Linked DNA regions of Mus musculus: region 2 is linked to region 1. A link is a contact called in public promoter capture Hi-C data. All regions are on one chromosome and are shown on one strand. The core of a region is the stretch at or near the end of the contact, and the rest is flanking DNA. Distances in the headings are between cores, read along the strand shown.

What was found. Promoter capture Hi-C pulls out the DNA fragments that hold promoters and counts their contacts.
Region 2: a promoter capture Hi-C map of pre-B cells shows a contact between it and region 1. The contact joins the promoter of 4930524J08Rik here to the promoter of Cnot6l in region 1. A contact is called at or near these places in 1 of 39 promoter capture datasets (pre-B cells) and 1 of 484 Hi-C or Micro-C datasets (CD4 T cells).

What each region holds. Positions count from the first base shown.
Region 1 is chr5:96,156,885-96,163,965 of GRCm38.p6, reverse strand. Cnot6l (CCR4-NOT transcription complex, subunit 6-like) reads left to right here and starts at 1,976. Exons shown (of 12, transcript NM_144910.2): 1 at 1,976-2,029. It overlaps Gm52799, which reads right to left and starts at 2,171. Exons shown (of 2, transcript XM_030254979.1): 1 at 2,075-2,171; 2 at 20-1,827. The coding sequence starts at 2,171. The coding sequence ends at 1,211.
Region 2 is chr5:99,974,439-99,981,400 of GRCm38.p6, reverse strand. 4930524J08Rik reads right to left here and starts at 2,466. Exons shown (of 2, transcript XM_030254981.1): 1 at 2,449-2,466; 2 at 1,735-2,364. The coding sequence starts at 2,466. The coding sequence ends at 1,849. It overlaps Hnrnpd (heterogeneous nuclear ribonucleoprotein D), which reads left to right and starts at 2,463. Exons shown (of 9, transcript NM_001077265.2): 1 at 2,463-3,009; 2 at 4,811-4,867. The coding sequence starts at 2,777. Gm42127 (a long non-coding RNA gene) reads left to right here and starts at 4,874. Exons shown (of 2, transcript XR_880475.1): 1 at 4,874-6,962.

The DNA of each region.
Region 1 (7,081 bases), core at 727-3,226:
ACATTTGCTAGTCTTTCTATTTTGGGAGTATGTGTCAAGAAATTTACTTAGTCAGGTGCTATACAGGCAGGTTCACTATTCTGGCCTCCTGGGGTAACTTGTTGGCTTTGTTGTTTGGCTTTGTTGTTTACAAAGCCAAAGATTACTAATTACTATTAGTATCTTGTCAGGTTGGACTAAACCAGTTGGGATTGAATAGACTTCTTGCATGATTAAGGCCATCTTAACACCTCTTACATAAAGTGTTGCTGTTGGTGTGTGTGTGTGTGTGTGTATGGGGGTGGGGAGGAGGGGGGGGGGAGAAGTTGCTAGTAGGAAATAGAAACTGAACCAGGATGGAAAAAAGGTAGCTGGTAGGTTTTTTTTTTTTTTTTTTTTTTTTTTTTGACCCAGAGGGGCTTTTTCACTCATTCACACTTCCTGGTAACAAGAAGAAAATGCAGTTCAGTTCTCCATAAATAATTTGCATTTATAATTGCACCCCCTTCTTCTCTCAAAAGATAAAGGCTTTAAACATTCAATAACAAGGCCTGAGAAAAAGGCAACCAACACGGTGCCTTAAGAGTGCTGAAAACAACATATATTTGAGAATAAAACATATTGAATCGACTCTGGACCGGCGTCGGTAAATACCCAGCACAGAGCCATGCGCCGGGAGAGACGGAAAAGTGCAAAATCCAAGGCAGCACTCTGCCTTGCAGAGCACATGCAATTTGCTTCTAGCTTTGTTGGAAGAAGCTTCAGGTGGCACAAGTAAAATCCTCCGGACTTAAAATAGCAAGCTCCATTCACACGGTAACCAATAATATTTCCAGTTTACACTTAAATGTTTTCACTCCGTAACCGCCGCAAACTGCCAAATACAATTTTATCGCGAGAGAGGATTAAAAATAGGACGGGGTTATCGCAGAGCGTCATAGGCTTTTAAACCCACCTCCCGCCATGCAATTTACACATGCTGTTTTTAAAAAGAAGAAGAAGAAGTCAAGAAACCCACTGAGGACGTCAGAAAACATTTCCTTGGGTCGTTCCACCTCACCTGAGGTCTCCTTAATTAACCACCCAGAATGCCCTGAGCTCTGCTGTGGGCCTGCGTGGGCCAGCGTCAGGAAACAGTGCAAGCACCCGCGTGTCCCTTCCCCATCCCCAGCATCAGCACCTAGGTTCTGCTAATCGTACGAGTCTTCTCGGCTTCTACCCTCCACTCAATCTAATAAAGCAGTTTTTTTTTTTTTCCCAAAACACCAGCGAGGGCGACGGTAAGAAGCGAGCCAGGCGCTTGGCCGTCCCGCGCGCACGCGCAACTCCCGAAGCGCGGCGCGCCGGGGCCCCGCCCCCTTCCCCTCACCCCACCCCTCGGCGCCGGGGAGTGACTGACTCCCGCCAGCCCCTCCACGTCAATCAACTCTCCTCCTCCTCCTCCTCGCACTCTCTGCACCTTGTTATTAATCTCTAAAGCGATAGCGCCTGGACTTCTCTCCCCGGCCCTCGGGGTTGTGAGCGTGTGTGAATTAGAGCGAAGGCATCGAAAGCTCGCGTCTCTCTCTCTCTCTTCTCCCTCTCTTTTTCTCTCTCCTCGGCCCCGGCCTCGGCAGCGACCCGGCTCGGCATCGACCCCCGCGGCGGCGGCAGCCTCAGCGCCAGGAGGCCAAGGCCAAGGGCGGGCTCCGCGAGGCTTTCGCAGCGGCGTCTCCGGCGACCGCGGGCCCTCTCCTACGCGCCCCGGTCGCCCCGGTCCTGCGCGGCGCGGCCCGCGTCCCCCCTCCCCGCCCCCCGATCCGTCTGCTCTGCGCTCCCTTCGGCCGCCCTCCGCCGCCTCGGTGGTTCCTCAGGCGGCCCGGCCCGGCCCGCCCGCCCCGCGTCCCCTCCGGCCGGTGCCTCTCCCCCCGGCGGGCTGCCTGCATGTCTTTACTGCCCTCAGCCCCGCCGCCACCGCCGCCGCCGCCTCCCCCGCCGCCGCAGCCCCAGCAGCAGCCGCCCCGCCGCCGCCGCCGTCGCCGCCGTCCGGACCCTGGCGCGCTGAATGCAGGTGAGGAGGGGGCGCGGGCCTCGACTCCCGGCCCTGCGCGCTCGCCTTCCGGGGCCCGGCCTCCCGCCGCCGCCGCGGCCCCTCGGGGTGAGCGGGCGGGCGTGGGTGTTTGTGTTTGCGTCTGAGGTCTGGAGGGGAGCATCTGTGGGGCCCTGGTGCGCGCGCGCGTGTTTGTGTGTGTGTGTTTCCCCAGCCGCGGGGAAATGGCTGCTGGTGCTCGTTCAGGGCCCGCGGAGGAGAATGAGGTAGAGTGTTTCCGTGCCTCGGAGTCGGACCGGGAGTGGAGCGAGGGGGAGCGCGTCTCCCCGGGGAAGTGAGGTGGGCGAGGGACGAACGTGTGTGGGTGTGTGAGTTGGGACTTTGGCGGGCGGGAGGCGGCCCCGCGGCGAGTGGGTGTGCGTGTGTGTCGCGTGTGTGTGTGTCTGCGTGTGTGTGTGTCGGGCGGCGGGAGCCGGCCCGCGTCGCCTCAGGGGGCGCGGGTTCCAGGCCGTGTGCGTGTGGGGAGGGGGACGGAGTCGGGGACCCCAGAGCGTCGAGGTCCTTCCGCTTCGAGGCCGGGGCTCAGAGCCTCACAGGTGAGAACGGCTCGGCGGGAACCCACGCCGTGGACGCGGGAGGCAGTGCGGCCCCCACGGCGGCGGGCGGCGGGCAGCGGGGGCTCGGGCCGCGGTTCCCGAGGCCGGGGCCGCGGCAGGAAGCGCGCCGGCCTGCAGCGCGGCCTAACCGTCTTCGCGCCCGGTGGCCTCCCCAGACGCTCCTGGGACTCCGTCCTCGCGCGGGCCCCGGGCGCTGCCCCGGGCCTGGCCAGGTGAGGGTCGGGGGCGGGACACGCGGATCGTGGTCGCCTGTGCCGCCTCCGCGTCTCCCAAGGGGAGAGGAAGGCATATTTTGGCGTTCTAACTGCAGGCCTTCCCAGGCTGGCGTGGGGAACCCGAGGGAAAGTGAATCAAAACAGGAAATCTCGGAATTCGTGGGGTTCGGATCTCCTCTTTCCGTCCGTCCTTTAAGGCTGTGCGAGCAGAGGCTTGAGTAAATACGTTCTTTGTTGTTGCAGTTGTTGCAGCGGATACTTTATCGTTGGTTAGATTTTTCACTTCCCTGGAAATCACTCTGGAAAGGCAGAGAGGAAGAAAGGGAAACTGGCCTTGTTGGCCTGTGGTGTTGGTGGGATTGGATCAATTTTGTGAATTTGAAATGGCTTATATCCTGCCTCCTAGAGGGAAAGGCGTGGACACAGAACTGAGGAGGTCAGTGAGGAAGAGGAAGTTCCCGGAGCTGTCATCTTAACCCTACCGGCGGCTTATTTAGCTTAGACTGTTTAGGCGGATTGTGTTCAGGAGTTTAGCTGAGCTGTTTGTACACAGTGAAGGCACGCTACAGCAGTTTTAGATGCTATCTTACTGATTCTCGTTATCTTAATTCTCCATGGAGATAGTCATGTGCAACCAAACGTGTTTTTCCTTAAGTCTCCCAAACCTAGATCATCAGCCTCTATGGTCAATTTATTGTGTGCTCCTGGAAAGCTATCTCAAAACAAAAAGCGGAAATAAAGGTAAATCTGCCACTGAGTGAATAGGGCATTTCAGAACTGTATGTAAACGGTATTTTAGTTGCCGACTAACCTCACTTTTTATATTTGGGTCTAGTTAGACCACACAGCTAGACCTTGACTGTGGGTGGAGTCACACAATACTGTATCATTTGAAGCTTTTAGGTCGTGGTCACTGTAATGACCAGAGATTGCTCTTTTCTGAACCTAGGCTCACAGAGAAACAGTATGTTCTTCAATGGGAGGGTGGGGGTGGGGAGAGGAGAAGTAAAAAGCTGTTTCTATCAACATTACTCGAGGAACAGCCGAAGTGTGGAGTTTAATAGGAAAAGGGTCTTAACTTTTACAGACTAGTTAGAACCATGGCCATGTCATTAATACTTATTGTCATGTTCTCTTGATGTCTAGGATTTGTGTATCTGTTTTCTTGTATCAGGAAGATGATACTCTTTCAGTAAGGTTGTGAGAGGCCATTGAGAAAACATGTTTGGCATATAGTAGATGCGATCTTTTACTACTGCCTGCTACTGCTCTGATTATAAGTATCGAAAAGTTTTTAAGTACAAATACTCATTAATTACCTGTAGCAATATTGCTTAATTGTGAGTTAGGGGGTCGAGAAAATACAGCTGGGGATGTAGCTTTGTGTACAAATATGTGGGCCCTGGGTTTGGGTCCCAGCAATGAGGAGAAAAAGTATTTCAGAGGCCTTTAATATACATAAAGTCTGTGTAAGCATATGAGATGTCCTTTTTTTTTTTCTAGACGTAAAATTGTCAATGTAGCCTTGCATGTTAGTTTATAGAAAATAGCCAAACTTGCTATATTTATTATTTTTGATTAGTTTTAGTTTCATTACTTTTTAATGAATTTAAAAACATAGTCCCTGGGAGAGGATCCTAAGTTCTGTAAGTTGATTACAATCAAACATCAGAATAGATGAAAGAAGTAGATTTTATATACAGCCACAAACAATAAATGTTACAAAACTGTTACATAATTCTTTTAGTTCAGGTTGACAGATTCTTGTAAATAAAACCTTTGGGAGCATCTTTCTGAGTTTTTCTACCATCCTGTAATAATCTGCTGTTTCTATTTTGTATAGAGTGGGTAGTAAATGTGCTATTTATTGAGTTTTAATTTTTTTAAATTTAAATTTATGTTTTTGGAAAACCATAATGGTGAGGGGTGTAAAGTAAAACCAGTGGAAAGGTTAGAAGAATTATACTTTTTAAAATTAAGTGTTTGTTTTTGAGAGTCTTGTCTTGTAGAGCAGGTTTACCAAAAACTTACAATCCTCTCGCCTTAGCCCCCTTATGGCAATTAGAGGCATTTGCATTTCACTTGGTTCTAATTTAAGAGGTTTGTTTGCTTACTTGCTTGCTTGTTTTATGTTTTAGGGAATGAGGATAAAGACAGTAGTGAGAATGTGTGAATGATTTCATTAAGTCCCTTAAAAATACTAGTTTGGGGGGTTGGAGAGGTAGCTGAGCAATGAAAGGAACATTGTACTCTTTCAGAGGACCAGAGTTGGGTTCCTAGTACCCATGTTGTGCAGCTCACAAGTGACTGACAGCTGTAGGGGATCTCACACCCTCTTCTGGCTTCAGAGGGTACCTACATTCAGTGCACATCAACCACATATAGATATATAAACATATAATACAAAGTAAGAAAATGAATCTTCAAACGCTCAGTTTTCCTAGTTAGATCTTATCTTTGTCTTAATCAATAATCTTAGTATTTTCTAAAATTTGTAAGTTAAAAGTGAGATTTTCTAAAGTTTCAAAATATTCGGTGAAAGTTTTAATATATAAACATCCAGGCTTCGGAGATGGCTCAGCAGGTAAGAGCACTGACTGCTCTTCCGAAGGTTGTGAGTTCAAATTTCAGCAACCACATGGTAGCTCACAACTATTTGTAATGAGATCTGATGCCTTCTTCTGGTGTGTGTGAAGACAGCTACAAGTGTACTTATGTATAATAACAAATAAGTCTTTAAAAAATTATTATAAATATCCACTGAAAAATTTGACACTCGAGAATGCATGTGTGTGCAGGGTCACTGGTTCCACTCTGGCTCCATTAAGGTTCAAGATCTGTATCTGCAGCTTCGTCTGCAACCTTTCCCCTGTGACCAGTTCCCCTTCAGATAATTCGATAAATCTGTACTTTTAATGAAAGAATTGTTAATATATCTAATGGGAGTAGTGCACACACACACACACACACACACGTAGGGACAGCTTTATTAGAAGGCAAATGTACTTTCATTTATCTAACATACAAAGTTTTAGGTATCACTATGGTAGTTTCAAACAAAATTTGTTTTGATTTAACCCCATCTCTCCTACCCTTTAATCCTCTTTGTTTTTATCTTGACCCACTTTATGGTTTCATGTTATATATGTTCTTAGTCGTCCTGTCCCTTTTCCCTCCTCATGATCTCTTTACTTGTTCTTGGTATCCATTCTAGTATTTTAGGCTTTATCCACATTTATTCCCCCTTACATACATACATCTATACAAGCTAGGATCTGCATATAAAGAGAGAATATTGGTTTGTCTTTCTGCATTCGGCCACTTGACTTAATACAATGCTTTTCAGGCCTATCTTTTTTCCTATAGATTTCACTTTTCTTTACAGCTGAGTAAAATTTCACTTTATATATATACTACATTTTCATTATAGGCATCTAGATTGATTCCATTTTCCTTGTTATCATGGCATCTATGCTGATTCCATTTCCCTTGCTATCAGGAATGTAGCACCAATAAGCATGTTTATCACTGTTGTAGGATATAGAGTCTATTGAGTTATAGATTTAGTAGTAATATAGCTGGGTCATGTGATAGTCCTGTTTTTATTTTTTTGAGGTAATTTCTATAACAGCTGTACTAGTTTACAGTCCCACCAGCAGTAAGTAGGGATTCCCCTTTCCCTATATCCTCTTTAGCCTGCTGGCACACGCCTATAATTCCCAGCCCTTGTGAGGCAGAGGCCCTATAGAACATAGTGAATCTCTGTTACAGAAACTAAACCAAACAACCCCTCTCCCTAAACAAACAAACAAACAAACAAAAAACAGCCCCCCACTTCAAGCAAACAAAAAGGTGAAATATTTCGAGAGTTTATTTTTATTATTGTTTTTGTTTGTCTGGTTGTTTGTTTTTTGAGGCAACATTTTTCTGTGTAACAGTCCTGGCTATCCTGGAACTCTCTGTAGACCAGGGTGGTCTTGAGCTCACAGAGCTGTTTGCCTCTGCAGGAAATTATTCTAAGTGTTGACATATCTTGACTTTTATTATTACTATTATTATTATTATTATTATTAATTGGATATTTTCTTTATTTATATTTCAAATATCCCTTTTCCCGATTGATTTCCCCTTCAGAACCCCCCTAGCCCATCCCCTCCCCCTGCTTCTATGAGGGTGTTCCCCACCCACCCATGCCTCCCGCCCTGGCATCCTCTACACTGGGGCATTGAGCCTTCACAGGA
Region 2 (6,962 bases), core at 1,217-3,716, 3.8 Mb before region 1:
AACAAAAAACAAAAATCAATGAGCAATTATTGGGTCAATACAGTCTCTTACATAATTTCTACCTTTATATAATATCTGTTTTTATATAGGTGTGAAAATATAACTAGGGTATAGAGGAATGTTATTTTTGTTCTTCAAAAACTAATGGTGTCTAGATGGCTGTAATTAAGAAGAGCAGAGATAAAGAAGGATAATGGGCTATGCAAAGTGGTGATTAATTCACCCTGAGGGGTCTGTGAAATGCCACAGATACAATGACATTGACTGGGATGCTGGCAGCCGGATAGCTCACCAGGCCAATAAGGTTGAAATCACACAGTTGAGAAAGAAGTTCAGGTTGGAGGAAATGACACAAGGTGTAGAATTTAAGGCCCTAGGCTAAAAATGGTGGCTCAACCCTATAATCTCAGCATTCCTGAGGCTGAAGCAGGAATACTGCCCAGAGTGTGAGGCCACCTTAGGCTATACAGTGATCTCCAGGCCAGCCTGGGTTACAGACCCTGTCTCAAAAAAGAAAACAAAACAAGGCACGTAGGCCTTAGTGTGAGGAACTCTTGAGTAACACTCAAATTCCAGAAGCGACAGGGCTGCCTGTGAATTAAAGTAAACTTTTTTCGGTAAAATGATGTCTTAGTTACTGTTCTACTGTTGTGAGGACCAATGCAATGTGTAAGAGAAAAGCATTTGGTTGGGGGCTTGCTTCTAATTTGAGAGGGGTAGTCCAGTGTCAGCATGGTGGGAAGCAGGCAGGGTAGGCAATGACCTGTGGGCTGAGAGCTTTCCATCCTGATCCACAGGCAGCAGGCAGAAAGGCCTGGTATGGCCTTTGAAACCTCAAAGCAAATTCCATGAATACCATCTCCCAACACAGCCATGCCTCCTAATCCTTCCCAAACAGTTCCATGGCATGGTGACTAAAACATTCAAACATAGGAGCCTTTGGGACCAATCTCTAAACCACTACAACCAGTTTTTCTAAAAGGCTCATCATTTAAATCCATAGGATAAATAAAAACCTCGGGTTCATCCAAGTTGTTGCCAACCTGCAATATTTGACTTGAGTCATCTTATTTGGTCAGTATTTTTGGATGGTAAAGAAAAACGTGGAATCACTTCTTTTTCGCCAATCATCTTGGTGGTTGCCTGTCTGTGATTTGCTCAATGTTGAAGACATTTCCACTATTTGATGCATATTCTTTCATTTTATGGATTCTGTAACAAACTGTAGTGATAAATCTTGTTTTAATCGTTGGGATTTTCAGATTATGTACAGTTACTGTAAATTGACTTAAAGTACACCATGGGAAGCATTTATTTAAAATTTTTTTATGTGTTTTGCTAAGGGGTAATGCCAGGTTGGCCTCAACAGTCCTTCCTCCCTTCTCTGGGATCACAGTTCTGGGATTACAGCGTGTACCTAATTAGCTGGGCTGAAGTCCTGTCCCTGTATGCTGTCTTTTGTAAACTTCTCCAAACCCTGTTTGGAAACTGGATACTTACTAAGCAGTCGAGTGGTTGACGACAAAAAAAACCAAACCAAACCAAACCAAACCAAACCAGAAATTCCATTTTCTTCTAAGTCTTGCAGGAAGCTTCAAAGTCTAACTCCTGAGTAGGAATTCCAATAGGTTTCTTAGCGATTAATTTTAAAATCGTGAATCACACGCCTAACGGCGTTTCATTTTTTTCTTTTTATAAAATCGCCACCTCAACACCACAAACCCAGAAACCTCGTAAAGATGATTCATGACATTTATATATCCTGTTTAATACAAGGACTGTAACTCGTAAAAAAAAAGGAGCCCTGGAGTCGACCTTAATACATACACTTCCCAATCCATAGTGACTTCAAAGAATCGTGGCCGGCGTTAGGCTCTTGTAATAACGGAGGCAAAGCTTAAGACTAGGGAAGCAACTCTGAGAAGAGGCAGCCTCGACCATCAAAGCCGCCTTTGGACAGCGCCGCGGCGGAGCCTCAATGTCACCCGGCGCAGGGACGGCGGAGCACTGCACAGGCGCGGCCCGCTGCCCCACGCAGGTCCCGGGGCCCACAGCCGTGGCTCCCTGAGGGCAGCCTCCACGAAGTCTCCGCTGGGGATGGACGAACCACACCCCTCCAGGTCGGCCGCGCCTGCCAACCAAAGCCGAGGAGCGGCCGGTGACTCCAGGAATCCGCGGAAGGGCGGGGCCAAGGGACGGGGGCGGGGGAGGCCTCTCTAGCCGCGCCCTCGAACCAGCGCTCCTTGTTCTCGATGGTACCCGCGCGCCCCTCTTGCGCACGCCACTTCCGGTCCTCTTTAAAGGCCCGCGCCGCGCGACCGCGGGGCGTGAGAGCCAGTCGGAAAGGGACGGGGAGGGCGGGGCCTGCGCGGGGGGCGGGGCCTAGCGGTGGACGGGGGCGGGGGAGGCGCAAAGGGCGCGCTCCGGAGCCACGTGACCGGGACGCGCCGTTCTTCCGTCGGCCATTTTAGGTGGTCCGCGGCGGCGCCATTAAAGCGAGGAGGAGGCGAGAGTGGCCGCCGCTGCTACTTCATTCTTTTTTTTTTCAGTGCAGCCGGGGAGAGCGAGAGAGCGCGCTGCGCGAGAGTGGGAGGCGAGGGGGGCAGGCCGGGGAGAGGCGCAGGAGCCCTTGCAGCCACGCGCGCGCCTTGTCTAGGGTGCCTCGCGAGGTAGAGCGGGCATCGCGCGGCGGCGGCGGGGATTACTTTGCTGCTAGTTTCGGTTCGCGGCGGCGGCGGCGTCGGCGGGTGTCGTCTTCGGCGGCGGCAGTAGCACTATGTCGGAGGAGCAGTTCGGAGGGGACGGGGCGGCGGCGGCGGCAACGGCGGCGGTAGGCGGCTCGGCGGGCGAGCAGGAGGGAGCCATGGTGGCGGCGGCGGCGCAGGGGCCGGCGGCGGCGGCGGGAAGCGGGAGCGGCGGCGGCGGCTCTGCGGCCGGAGGCACCGAAGGAGGCAGCGCCGAGGCAGAGGGAGCCAAGATCGACGCCAGTAAGAACGAGGAGGATGAAGGGTGAGTAAGGGGCGGCCCCGGGCAGCCGCTCGCCAGGCCCCCTCCCCCTCCCCGCCATTAGGCCTCGCTCCCGCGACCGCCCGCCCGCCCGCAGGCCCCAGTGCAGTCGCCCCCTCGGCCGCCCCTCTTGTACCTCGGGCTCCCCCCCGGGCCTGCATCTCCTTCCCTGCCTGCTCGCCCCCTCCCCCATCACACACGTTTCCACCTTTAGCCGTCACCATGCTACTCCGCGGCCCGCCCTCTTTCCTCCCTCGCCGCGGGTCTCCTCCCACCGATGTGGCCGCCAGGATTTTTTCCCGCCTGTCGGAGCTTACCCTCCCACCCCACCCCCACGTCTCCCGGATTTCTAACCTCTTAGGCTTAAAAATGCAAACGCACAGAAAAGCTTTTTACCAGGGTTGCCAAGGTTGGTCGGGCGCTTCGCCCTCGCCCCCGAGACGGTGCGATTATTGACACGCTCTTGCTTTGGGAAAGCTGTAGGCTGTCCACCTCTCTTTTCTCCCGCGTCGGCCGCAGGCCATTGCTTTTAAATAGTTTTCGTCTTAGGATTCGTTCGTTCTGTCCACTTTACGCTGTCACCACGACACGCTCCTACAGGCCCTGCGTTTGTGCTGTAGACAGACCGGGCCTGCCAAAGTCCCTGGTCTGCTGGCGCGTTGGTGTGGCTCCGCGGGCTCCATTTAAGTCCTTCCTGGTCGATGGGGCCTGTACTTGACTGGGGCTCTTCCACCTCCCGCCTGCGGTTGCCCTTCCCCCATTCTGCCAAGTTATTCTCTCTATGCACCCTTTTCGCGCCCTCAGATTCTGGGTTGCCTATTTGTACAGATTGTAGTCTTTCCTTATTTAGTCTGTGCAACTACATTTTTTACATCTCTCTCCCGCCTTTTCAGTGCCCAGGAGCCTGTTTTGGTTTCTTCTCAGTCTCACCCTCTCACTATTGTTCAAAGGAGCCCACTCACCCTTTAATACGCAATAAATCCTGTGGTGGTCAATGAATTAGTTTTTTTCAGGTTTTTTTAAAATACTAACTTGCTTCCTTTAATTGAAGTAACTTATATCGCCACCAGAAGCTGCTTTTAATAATGTTAAAATGCAGCCTTTGGGAGCTGAGTATCATTCAGGAGACAAGGAAAGGGGGTTCGATCCGGGTCCTTAGATTTTCTTGTTCCCATTACAGATTGCTGATCTTGAGTTATGGTTTCGATACTTTTTATAGTGGGGCTGTGCGTATGCAATTTTTTTCACTATAACCAGGAGAAAGTTTTGGTGGGGAGTTTTTAGAAAGGTGTCATTTTAACCCGTGATTTCCACTACTGGTTAAGAGTATAAAATTTGTAGGGGTGTTGGGACAGTGGAGAAGGACTTGGAGTATAATGTTTAAGAAAATCTCAGTTCAGGCTGATTCTCTGCAGTCTGCTAATGGTTGTACTGGCTTTAGTGGGGAGTTGAGGGTGGGATGGGAAGTGAATTTAATTAAATGGAACTAATATTGAACGATGTGTGGCTTAATTTGAGAAGGGAATACATGTTAAATATTTGAAGAAATTAAGGTTTTTTTTTTTTTTAACATTTTGGTTTTTGCTTTCTGAATTCTGTTCTTTGGACAGAGGCACCAAAATGGTTAATTTGTAACTGGGGCAGGCTTTCTATTACCCTTGAGTTTTGAAGTTAGAAAGTAGCTAGCTGTTTTTGAAGTTTTTTGTTGAACTGAAATATAAATGAATTAGTTTTTAACCCTAACAATGTCAAAAACTAAAACTAGAATTTTGATTGGTTGCTGTACCGGTTGTTAATTCCCTAGCCATTCAAACTCCTCCCCACGACACACTGAAGCAGCGGCGGCACAGCGGGAAGAATGGTAAAACTTTTACATTTTATTTCTGTCTTATAAAGATTTCAGTAGTCATAACATGCAGAGGCTCTGTAATTTAGTTGCCCATTGAGTCCCAGGAGATTTAGACATTAATACTGTAGGCTGAGTCTTGTGCCTGGGATGTAAGGCCTTTCTAGATACCCTAAATAATCTGGGCAAGAACGCCATTGCGTGATATGCTGTGTGGTAATGCATGATGAGTTGACAATTTGACCAACCTAAACTAAATGTAATTATTAATTTTTCTTTTAAATATGGGCAAACAAAAGTTACTGTATTTTCATTTAGTTTTTATTAGGTTGAAATATTTTTGTTTAAATTCTAAGCTTAATGCTAAATATAAAGGTTACTTGATAAAGATACTGCGTGTTAAAATGTCTTGCATGTTATACTGAAGTATTCTGTCAAGTAGACAGTTCCTTAAGTATTACTATGCTTTATGCAAAGTCCTGTATACTTTAAGCATTGTGTATATATTCATAGGTGGGCTAAATGTGGCTTTCCACTACAGCTCTTATCAGGCTTTTTATTTTCAGTGTGATTTGGCTGGGATGTTAATTACAGTTGGTTGACATGTGTTCACATTTGCATGACTTCCCTTGGAGGCTGGTAGGTTGAGCATTCTTTTTACCCCACTTCTCCCCCCTGAAATGTCAGTCTCTGCCCTTAGGGTCATACTTTGATCTTTACCATTGGAGGTTAGAAAGCCAGTACATTGCCTATGTCTGTACAAACCATATTCTATTAAGTTATTTTGGATAACACTTAAATTTTATATGTTTTTTTTTTTTTTAACTTCCCTTCTACTGATATTTGTCCAGTTTTAAGTTGGGGGTAAAGAAGTTTAACAGATAAAAGAAACAAAATGGAAAAAAACAAACTAGGGTCTGAGTGTGACATAATAATGTTTAGATGAATATTCTGTCTTGGTGCCTGCTGGGCACAGTAAGTTGACTAATGATGGCAAATTAAACCTTATTTGACTTCTATTTGAACCTTAGTTGTTTGTAGTAAGTTGAATTGACCATGTTTTAGATTAGAAGGTCATTCTTTTTACTGTTTAAAAAAGTTATCTTTGTCCCCTCGTTCAATAAGTAGCAAATGCTTGTAGAGCTTTCTGGGATCAGTTTTTGGAGAAAGTTTGATAACTTAAGTGTAAATGTTATGGAACTGTCCAGATAGATGATGCTGGGTCTCCACTGGCAGCCTTTCTGAAGTAGTAGGTTTTACTCAAGCAGTCTTGTACTTAGACGGCATCCTTACTCTCCAGCACTTGTTTTGGAGACAGTCTCACTGCGTTGCCCAGGCTTAGGAGGCTCTTCAGCTGCCAAGTCTCTTGGACTACAGGTGTGTGGCCACTGTGACCAGATGTCCCCTGTTGTTCTTCCCACCTCTTTCTCTAATTTGATTTGATAAATGTCAATTTACCCAACTCCGTTTTGTTGCAGATGCTAGACTTTCTGAGCAAAACAATGAAGATCTTTAAGCATACCTTTTTGGTATCTATATGTGTACACTCCATGTTTCTGTTTTCCACACCAGTTTAATAATATAATCTCTGTAGTGGAGATGAGACCAGTCAGTAGATTAAATGCCCTGTGAAGTTAATTTCTTAAAAACACTTTGGTGTGCAGTGCAGCTCCTGTTAAAATGAAGTTTCATCTTGAAGTACTATTTTTGAGGAAAGGTCTCCTACATGCCTAGGCTGACCTTGGCCTAATATTCCTGTGTCCACCTCAAGTGTTGGGGACTGTAGGTAAATGCTACTCTTCCTGGTTTTCCTGCTAAAATATTTTTTAAAGATGAGTTTGTTATTTGACATGCTTTATTATGTATTATTGTTTATTCATATGTGAACATGAAGTTATTTTTAGAAAAGCACCCTTGTTTCAAGATTAATGAGTTTGTTAAGTGTCTCATCATAGTGAAATTGCTTTCTGAGTTACTTTAAAATTGTGTTTTGATGTTGGGTTCACGTGTGTGTGTGTGTGTGTGTGTGTGTGTGTGTGTGTGTGTGTGTGTGTGTGTGTGTGAGAGGAGGTTAGTGAGTCTGCTCTCATTCTGTAATGTGGGTCCTGGG